Regions from separate parts of the Mus musculus genome. Here all the other regions are linked to region 2. The links are chromatin contacts, called in public Hi-C and Micro-C maps. All regions are on one chromosome and are shown on one strand. The core of a region is the stretch at or near the end of the contact, and the rest is flanking DNA. Distances in the headings are between cores, read along the strand shown.

Region 1 (2,972 bases), core at 467-2,966, 230 kb after region 2:
TTGTAACAGGGACTTTGCACTTGATATCCCACTTTGCCTCCAGAGTACAAGGATTATAATTCTTACATGCATATTAAAATATTTTTTTGGCTAATGATAAAAATGGACTTGTGGTTTTGTTTTTTTCTCAGCTAGGGATTGAATCCAGGACCTCGGCTTTCCAGTTAAGCACTTTACTACTAAGCTGCACCTCGCCCCCCAGCCAATTCTTATTTGAATGTTCCTTAACATTTGTTTATTTGTATGTGAACACGTGCACATGCCACAGTACCCATGTGGAAGTCAGGACAGCTTGCAGTAGTTAGCTCCCCGCCTTGGATCGCATGAGTTTCTGGCATTGGATTTTTGCTTGATAGAAAGTGCACCTTTACCTGCCCTGGCCATCGGGACCCTCTTGTTACTGGATCAGGAATGCTGGGGGTGCACATCTTTAATCTCAGTGCTATTAGGAGGCAGAGATGGAAGATACCTGTGAGTTCAGAGTCAACCTGGTCTGCATAGTGAGTTCCAGGATAGCCAGGGCTATATAGAGAGGCCTTGTTTCAGCCTCCCTCCATGCCCACCCACTCCCCCAAAGTTGGCAGAAATAGCAACAAGTAGTCTTTAGTCCAAAAATTGTGTTGCATTATGACTAACCTCCGAATACTCAGCATCATGGTCTCAGTTCTTAAAATGCCCTCCCCTGTAAAGCTCTGCATCGTTTAAAGACTATGGGCATGTGCCCATGAGTACAGTAGCCAGAGACCAGAGAAGGTACTGGATCTCTCGGAACCCGTTACAAGTGGTTGTGAGCCACCAGCATGGGTGTGGAGGGCTGCACTTGATCCTGCAGAAGGATTCTTGCTCTCTCCAGCCCCTTAGTTACCCTTTATGTTAGGGTCTGTTTTGTTTTATATGACTCCTAATTTTCTCCTAGTGATAAATAAATTCTAACACTCCCTGACCTTTTGGGTACCCTAAGGTTGTAAATTAAGGGTACCATTTAGGGTCTAGGGAGATGCTCAGCAAATGACAGTGCTTGCCATGCATGTTCAGCCTCTTAGAACCCCTGCTGGAAAGCTGGATGACATGGTGGCAGGCTTCTGTAACCCCAGCTTTCCGACAGCAGGATGACTCGCTCAGAGCTGGCAGGCCAGACACACGAGAATACACAGATTAGCAGCTAAAACAAGACACCCTACTTCAAAACATGGTAGAAGGAAAGAACTAACCCACAAGGTTGTGCTCAGACCTCCACGTGCACACCCAGACACCCTCTCACCCACATTCAAGAGAAGTGAATTTCAAAGGAGAAAACAAAACAGTTACATTTTTGAACTGGAGATGAGACTCAGGTTGGTGTGAGGAGCCGCTGCTCCGGCCCAGCATTGCCAAAAGAAGAGTTAACTGGCCAGGACAGGATGATAGCAAGTTCAAGGCCTGCCTAGTCTACATAGTGAGGGGTAGTCAAGGCTTAGCCTGGGCATTGTGCTTAATAATGTTACAGTGTTTGTATGGTAACCATGTTTGTCACCTTATCAGTGTGCCAGACATTTCCCTCCCTTTCTGAATGTCTTAATGTTCTTCAACTTAGGAGTGACTGTTTTGCTTTCAGACAAATCTTCCTATCTTCAAGCTGAAGGAATCTACTGTTAGAAGAAGATACAGTGACTTTGAGTGGCTTCGAAGTGAACTAGAAAGAGAGAGCAAGGTAAGACTTATTTACAGTGGAGCTATGCTTTTCTGACTTACCATGTAACTTTAAAGCAAAATGTGCCAGTTCTAACTTAAGAGCTCCAGAATGTGGGTGAAAGCCGGTGCAGGACTTATGTGAAGGGTCCATCTCAGGCTGTACCTGAGTAGAGGACAGTCGTCCTCACTGTTCAGAGCTCTTTTTTCTGCTCAGTAGTGCAACTGGGCCTTTGCAGCTTGACGTTGTAATAGCCCTTCTCAGTCCTTCCTCATCCTCAAGGGCAGTATAATTTTCCAATTTTGTTTAACTCATAGTCTGCATATTTTATTATCTCACACGTATGTAGAAGTTTCATAAAAATGATGATCTTATTGTCTGGTAGATGGATATTCTTGAGATGAGCTTGTGTGGGCATAGGAGACACACCTGAGAAGTCTTATATATGATATTGTTTTGGGGCTGTGCACACAGACTTAGCAGAGTGTGAGGAGTTTAAAAGCTAAACCCAGGTTTTTATAGGAGCATAGTTTATAACACAGATATCATGAGTAGAGACCAGGGGTGCATCTCAGTGGCAAAGTGCATGTTTAGCATGTACCAAACCACATAGAAATCAGTGGACAGGTGAATTCAGTTAAAGACTTTGGAAAATCTGGAGAGTATTAAGGACTACAATATACGGCTGCTGGTAATTGTAGATAGAAGATCTAACTGTCTAAAACAAGTAGGAAATAAAAAACATAAAGCCAGGCATGGTGGCCCACGCCTTCAATCCTAGGAGACAGAGGCAGGAGGATCTCTGAGTTCAGGCTAGTCAGTTTCAGGACAGCTAGGGCTACAAAGAGAAACCCTATCTCAAAAATCAAATGTATGTACATTCATATGTATGTATATGATAAAAAATAAGGCAAATTGAACAATTTAGGAAAATAAAAATTTTAATGACCATGAAGAAGTATTTTGGTAGGCTGCATTTTTTCCCCCAAACATTGCTTATATGCACACTGGAATGTTTTTAAATGATTTATTTATTTTTATTTTAAGTCCATGGGTGTTTTGCCTACAAGTATGTATGCATGAGGGTGCTGGATCCTCTTAGAACTGGAGTTACACACAGTTGTGAGCTGCATGTGTGTGCTAGGAGTTAAAACGGGGTCCTGGAAGAGCATCCAGTGTTCCTGACCACCGAGTCATCTCTCCAGCTCCTGGAATGTTTAATAAATGTTGCTGATTATATACTTTCCCCCCCCCCAGCAACTGCTTTATCAAGAGATAAATTGTGTGCTTTACAGTTAGTGAT
Region 2 (3,157 bases), core at 655-3,154:
AGGGCATTAGGATCCCATTACAGATGGTTGTGAGCCACCATGTGTGGTTGCTGGGAATTGAACTCAGGGCCTCTGGAAGAGCAGCCAGTGCTCTTAACCGCTGAGCCATCTCTTCAGCCTGCTTAAGGATAGACTTCTTAAGGATTCGGTTAAGTCCGCTCTCTCCGTCTGGGTTTAGGGCAGCCATCACAAAAGGTCTGCCGCTGTCCTCCAACATCAGCTGAGACGAAAAACATCTCGTTCACCCATGAAGGCATTTAAGATGCCATTGGTTCCGTTTATAGCTATGATTATGGGTTGTTTCCTTCTCTCAGTGGATACAAAGTAAAATGGCAATGTTGTTGGCGTACTGGGCACCCTTTAACACCAAAACGGACCCTCATATGTAAAAGACTTGGAAATTTTTCCCAAAGGACAGTTTCTCTATCTGACTGTCAAGTCTCTCGTGTTTTTTTGTTTTTGTTTTTCAAGGCAGGGTTTCTCTGTGTAGCCCTGGCTGTCCTGGAACTCACTCTGTAGACCAGGCTGGCCTTGAACTCAGAAATCCGCCTGCCTCTGCCTCCTGAGTGCTGGGATTAAAGGCATGCGCCACCACAGCCCCACAAGTCTCTCGGTTCTTACATCCCCTGTTCCCTTTTCATTAGAAACAAAGCTAAGGAAAAACTGCCAACACCTCCTGCTGGCAAGAAATCGCACCTTAGAGGTACAGGTACCAGCCTCCTCTGTCCCCCTTGACTGAAGCATGCCCACTCTCACCAAAAAGAATGAGCCAGATAGGAAAAGAACCTTCTTAGTCTCTATTTAGGTATTTTGATGTTTGGAGACAGGGTCTCACTATATAGGCCAGGCTGGCTTTAACTTGACATCTCCTGCTTCCACTCGCCACGTTCTAAGACTAGAGGCATGTACCAGCACACCTGGCAGAATCCCCCCTTGGAAGCAGATGTGCTTTTATGAAGACCCCAACATGTCTTCTGGGTTTTATAACCAGTTCCACTTCTCCATACTAATCTAGCATAACTCTTAAAAGATTGAATAGTGACTCACCCCAGGGATGAATTGAGTCTCACGGTCGGGGTCTTGTTTTCCTGAGAGCCTCAACCTTCAGAACCACCTTGGGAGGTGAAGTGGGGTCGGCCAGTGGAGCTCTCAGCAAGCACTTGACCAGCTGTTTTGCCTGTGTGAGCCCTGCAATTACCTAGGGTGGGTTGGTCTGCTTTGCAACTACATCTATTAGCCTCAATCTTCAGTGCCGCTGGCCGCTGTGATCATGGTTGGAAGCATCCAGAGATGCTGTCTGACATCCGTCTCTCTCTGGGTATCATCAGTAACCCCTTAGCTGTGTGCTCCCTACCCTTGCTGCTGCCAAGTGCCACTGCCCCCACCTCTCCCCTGGATCTTTGCAAAATGGCCAACATAGGGGTTATGTCTGTGTGCATTCAGCCACACAGCAGGGCCACCAGTCTGTGCTGCCAAGCAGCGGCGGGTGCCTGCATGTGATTGCAGCTTTCAGAACATGCCTTGCGCACTCCAAAGCATTATACCAGAGGCAAGTCTCCACTTTCGCTCTTAAGTCCCTTTCTTGTAAACCACCAGGCTTGCTCAAGATGACCATTCCAGAAGCCTCTCTCACAGACACAGCTCAGACTGCTATCCAGGCTTTTCTGCTCCACCGGAGAGAGCACCACAGTTGCCCCTGGAGCACTGTGACCCCCAGAACAACTGAGCACTTGACCTCCTTATCTCTAGTGTCCGTCCTGGTAAGCCTTACTCCTTTGGTTTTCTACCTCTTGGCCACTACCCAGGAAGCTCTGGGAGGGGCAGAAGGGAACAGAAAGACCTCTGAGGAAGGCTCAAACATACAGTTCCATTACATTGCTCAAGACACCAAGAAACCACAGTACAAGTGCGTTGGGGAGGGTGACCTTACCCGAGCCCACACACCCACCCACACACAGCTGGTTGGCTGACTGGCCAGAGGCAGCTGCTTCTCAGCAACTTCTAGTACAATGAGTCACCTCTAAAACAGGACCCTTAACCTGCCCTGATGGGGACACTCAGACGTACTCAGGAGGGGTAAATTCTTTCCAATGGACCAGGATGAAGGAGCCATCATTTTCACACAATGCCATGAAGGTTCCCTCAGATGAACGAGTGCTTCTTCTATTTACCCACAACTCGAGGCCCTCTAGGTCAATCCTGCCTTGTTTCCAGCTAACAGGGAGAGGCCAAGAGGGCCTGGCTCAGTGGAAACCACTCAGATCTCAACCACACTTCCTGGGTTCCAGTGTTTCTCATGGGGAAATGAGTATTTTAATTGACTGGCACCTGCCAAGGGTTGGCTTTGTCTGAATGTTTGTAACCCAGCTGGGGACACTAGCTTACCATACTAGGAATGACATTGGGATTCCAAACATGTTTGGCACACATCCCAAGGTCTATTGCTAGTAAGAATCCAAGACACCTGCATGTGTGGCAGATGATGGGTACAGGCAGCATGGCACATGACATCCCTTTTCTAGAAACACTTATATCTGCTGGGCTCAGTCTCACTGGTTTTATCACGGTGTGGCTGACCACAACAGGGCCCCAACTTTGTAGGCAGAGAGGGAGAAGAGCACAGAATCGCAGTGCCCATTTCTTGTTGGCAGCTTTCAAGATCACACTGGGAAGTGTGATTGCATTAGCCTGCACCTTGTTACCAAGAAAACTAGAGAAGAAAGGAAGGAAGGAAGGAAGGAAGGAAGGAAGGAAGGAAGGAAGGAAGGAAGGAAGAGAGGGAGGGAGGGAGGAAGGAAGGAAGGAAGGAAGGAAGGAAGAGAGGGAGGGAGGAAGGAAGGAAGGAAGGAAGGAAGAAAGAAAGAAAGAAAGAAAGAAAGGAAGAGGAAGGGAAGGGAAAGGAAAGGAAAGGAAAGGAAAGGAAAAGAGAGAAAAAGGAAAGGAGAGAAAAGGAAAAGAGAGAAAAGGAAAGGAGAGAAAAGGAAAGAAAAGAAAAGTATTTTCTAACTAGGTGCCAGGGCACTGTGATAGGTTTCATCAGAGGCAGAGACTATGCTTGAATTTCTGATCTTCTCCTGCCATCTTGTGGCTGGGAGGACGAGCTTGCTCTAAAGACAAGGAGATGAAGGCAGGGAAGAGAAAAACAGTGCTGTGGCAG
Region 3 (2,923 bases), core at 210-2,709, 190 kb before region 2:
ACACATACACACATACCTCCACACACATATACACATACCCCCATACACATATACCATACATACATTGCAATACACATACACACATACACATGCATACTACACACACCACACACATACCACACATACATACATACATACATACATACATACACCACACATACAAATATACATACATGCATGCATGCATATATGTGCACACTTGCACACATATACTCACATATACATACATGCACACACACACATGTGCACACACACCATGCACATATACCACACACACAAACACACACACACATACACACATACCACATACACAACACACACATATACACATACCCCACATACACACATAGACACATATCATACACCACACACACCACACACACATACACACCACACACACACACATACACCACACACACTAGCAAATACACATACACACACATACCAAATACACCACACACACATATACACATAGACACATACCACACACACACCACACACACACACACCACACACATGCATACATGCACACATGCACACACACACACACACACACACACACGCACACACACCTTTCGCTTCCTCCTCTCCTTTGTTGTGTGTAGAGGATAAGATGAGTTAGTTTGGTTAGGATATGCCTTCATTCATACCTCCTAAGCATTACTTGCTTAGAGCAGCGGTTCTCGATGACCCTGGGAACCCTTGTGCCGCTTTAGGGAGTCCTTGGGATCACAGCTCCTTTTATGATTTTCTCCTTTACTCCCTAATTGAGCATTTCAGTGACCATGTGATGTGGGATGTCACGACTCCATCAAGAAGGACTCTGTGCTTCGGACACTGGGAAATGCTTGTAGACTTGCAGACAGTTTGGTGTCTTGTAGCATTGCAATGACCCTGCATTCTGAAGTGGGGAAAACCAGCTTAACTTAGTGAGACACAACATGGCTGACTTGTCTGACCATAGAGTTTATTTTTGTTTTGCTCTGATTAGTCCAACACCTGTTGTGAGTCTCTTTGGCGTCGGCTTCTCCAGAGGTTAGTCATACCAACGCCAGAATTCCTCTGGCTAAGGAGTTTCTTGGCGATTGCTCATGTGCATGGTTGGTAGAAGGGAATGAGAGCCTCGGTCCAGAACATGGACCCAGAATCACAGGGCCCAAATTTCACCTCTGCTACTCACTCTCTGTGAGTCTGGGCAAATTATTGGACACCACTGTTCTCTGTGTTCTCCATGCTCAGGCTGGTGGTCTTAGCATGGGGCTTGTTAACTGTAAGTGCTACGGGAGAGGAAAAGCCTTAATCTCCCTGTGCCAGATATGATCTCCAGGGGTCAGGACTAAATGCTAGGCTACAGGCCAGCACTGTGATCTGAGGCAGGTCCCCAGTCTGTCACAGACTTCAGTTCACCTGCCTGTGTGTTAGTGATTCAGCTGAGGGGAGCTCTGACGCAAAGCTGCTGCTCTGTGACTGAGCGCATTGCTTAGGAGAGTGGTGCATGCCAGGAGCAGAGCAGAGAGGGAGACCGTAGGGTAGGAGCTGCAGGGCCTGGGCAGTGTCTCCAGGGAGGAAGAGGCTCTCAGAATAGAATGGTTGGCCTTTAGGGCAGTGTTTGTCTCTGTATCTCACCCGAGCCAAGTGGGAAAGAGCAGAAGATATAGGCTTGGTTGTCACAATTACCTGTGTCCTCTCCATGCTGGTGTGCACAAAACTGACTGAGTAGCACATAGCTCAGCAGTAGAGTCCTTCTGTAGCGTCCCTGATTGATGCTAGCATCTGCAGCATCTCTGAACAAATGAACAAACTGGCCGCCTGAGGGGAAGGTCTGGCTACAGAGAGGAGCATGCTCTTGTAAAAGAACCTCAAATGAGGTCTGTCCCTCACCCAGCCTTACAGATACTACGTGGCCCTTGACCTGGTAAGACACCATAGCAGCTGCTTCTGCCTAAGTTCCCACACTGCCTGAATTCACCACCATTGGGTTATGAAGAACTTCACAGGACGGAAATACCTTGAAATCTGAACCTAAGAGAGTGCCCTGAATCACTGCTTGGCGGTGGCTGTCGCATGAACGTTCCTTATAACATATACCTCAGGAGAATGGAGTTTGAAGGATTCTTGAGGATCCTACCAACGGTATAAAAGGGAGTAAACAGTTTCCAGAGCTGGAGACTGAGCAGCCAAACCAGGGAGAGAGAGAAAGACGCTCAGAGTGTTGAGCTACCTGCCAGCTGTGCAGAGGCTCAGGGATGCAGTGTTCCAGCATCCTCACTGGCACGAGGCGGGCTATGTGGTGACACAGCTGCTTTCTGGTTATCCTTGTTCCTTGTCAGCAACCTTCACAACACTCTTGTTGGTAACCTCAATAAAAACTCACTGGCTCATCAGGGAAATGCAAATCAAACTACTTTGAGATTCCATATTACACCTGTCAGAATGACTACGATCAATAACACCAGTGACAGCTCATGCTGACAAAGATGTGGAGCAACGGGAACACTCTTCCATTGCCGACGGGAGAGGAAACTTGTACAGTCACTATGGAAGTCAGTATGGGGGTTCTTCAGAAAGATGGGCATCTCTCTACCTCAAGATCCAGCTATACCACTCATGGGTATACATTCAAAGGATGCTTCATGCAACCACAGAGACACTTGCTCAGCCATGTTCATAGCTGCTCTATTCAGAAGAGCCAGAAATTGGAAACAGCCTAGATGTCCCTCAATAGAAGAATAAATGAAGAAAATGTGATAACATTTTTAAAAAAATTATATCATGAAATTTGCAGGCAAATAGATGGAACTAGAAAAAAAAAACACCTTACGTGAGGTAATCAGAACGCAAAAAGATAAATGTGGTATGTATTCACTGATATCTGGATATTGGCCATTAAATAAATGACAACCAAGCTGTGACCTGTAGACCC

Evidence for each region. Hi-C and Micro-C count contacts between places; a contact is called where the count stands out from the background.
Region 1: a contact with region 2 is called in a Hi-C map of the G1E-ER4 cell line, with 2.4 times the contacts expected there. The contact joins two enhancer-like sites. A contact is called at or near these places in 10 of 39 promoter capture datasets (3T3-L1-derived adipocytes, the C10 cell line, the HPC-7 cell line and 6 more), 1 of 15 datasets of contacts at CTCF or cohesin (large pre-B cells), 21 of 484 Hi-C or Micro-C datasets (B cells, the Ba/F3 cell line, CD8 T cells and 16 more), 2 of 115 datasets of contacts at active chromatin or transcription factors (bone marrow-derived macrophages and forebrain) and 1 of 9 other capture datasets (embryonic stem cells).
Region 3: a Micro-C map of muscle stem cells shows a contact between it and region 2, with 5 times the contacts expected there. The contact joins two enhancer-like sites. A contact is called at or near these places in 2 of 39 promoter capture datasets (the C10 cell line and embryonic stem cells), 1 of 15 datasets of contacts at CTCF or cohesin (large pre-B cells), 5 of 484 Hi-C or Micro-C datasets (the CH12 cell line, the HL-1 cell line, Sertoli cells and 2 more) and 5 of 115 datasets of contacts at active chromatin or transcription factors (bone marrow-derived macrophages, embryonic stem cells, fibro-adipogenic progenitors and 1 more).

What each region holds. Positions count from the first base shown.
Region 1 is chr10:42,524,360-42,527,331 of GRCm38.p6, forward strand. Snx3 (sorting nexin 3) reads left to right here. Exons shown (of 4, transcript NM_017472.4): 2 at 1,595-1,690. Among named protein-coding and RNA genes, the nearest start is that of Snx3, 24 kb to the left of the region's middle. Within about 2 kb of position 1,717, at least 14 of the 459 cell types and tissues checked have an H3K27ac peak or open chromatin away from gene starts, as enhancers often do. A contact at or near this core is called in the G1E-ER4 cell line, where this site is marked.
Region 2 is chr10:42,292,142-42,295,298 of GRCm38.p6, forward strand. No RefSeq gene overlaps it. Among named protein-coding and RNA genes, the nearest start is that of Foxo3, 17 kb to the left of the region's middle. Within about 2 kb of position 1,905, at least 46 of the 459 cell types and tissues checked have an H3K27ac peak or open chromatin away from gene starts, as enhancers often do. A contact at or near this core is called in the G1E-ER4 cell line and muscle stem cells, where this site is marked.
Region 3 is chr10:42,100,277-42,103,199 of GRCm38.p6, forward strand. No RefSeq gene overlaps it. Among named protein-coding and RNA genes, the nearest start is that of Gm40630, 20 kb to the left of the region's middle. Within about 2 kb of position 1,460, at least 16 of the 459 cell types and tissues checked have an H3K27ac peak or open chromatin away from gene starts, as enhancers often do. A contact at or near this core is called in muscle stem cells, where this site is marked.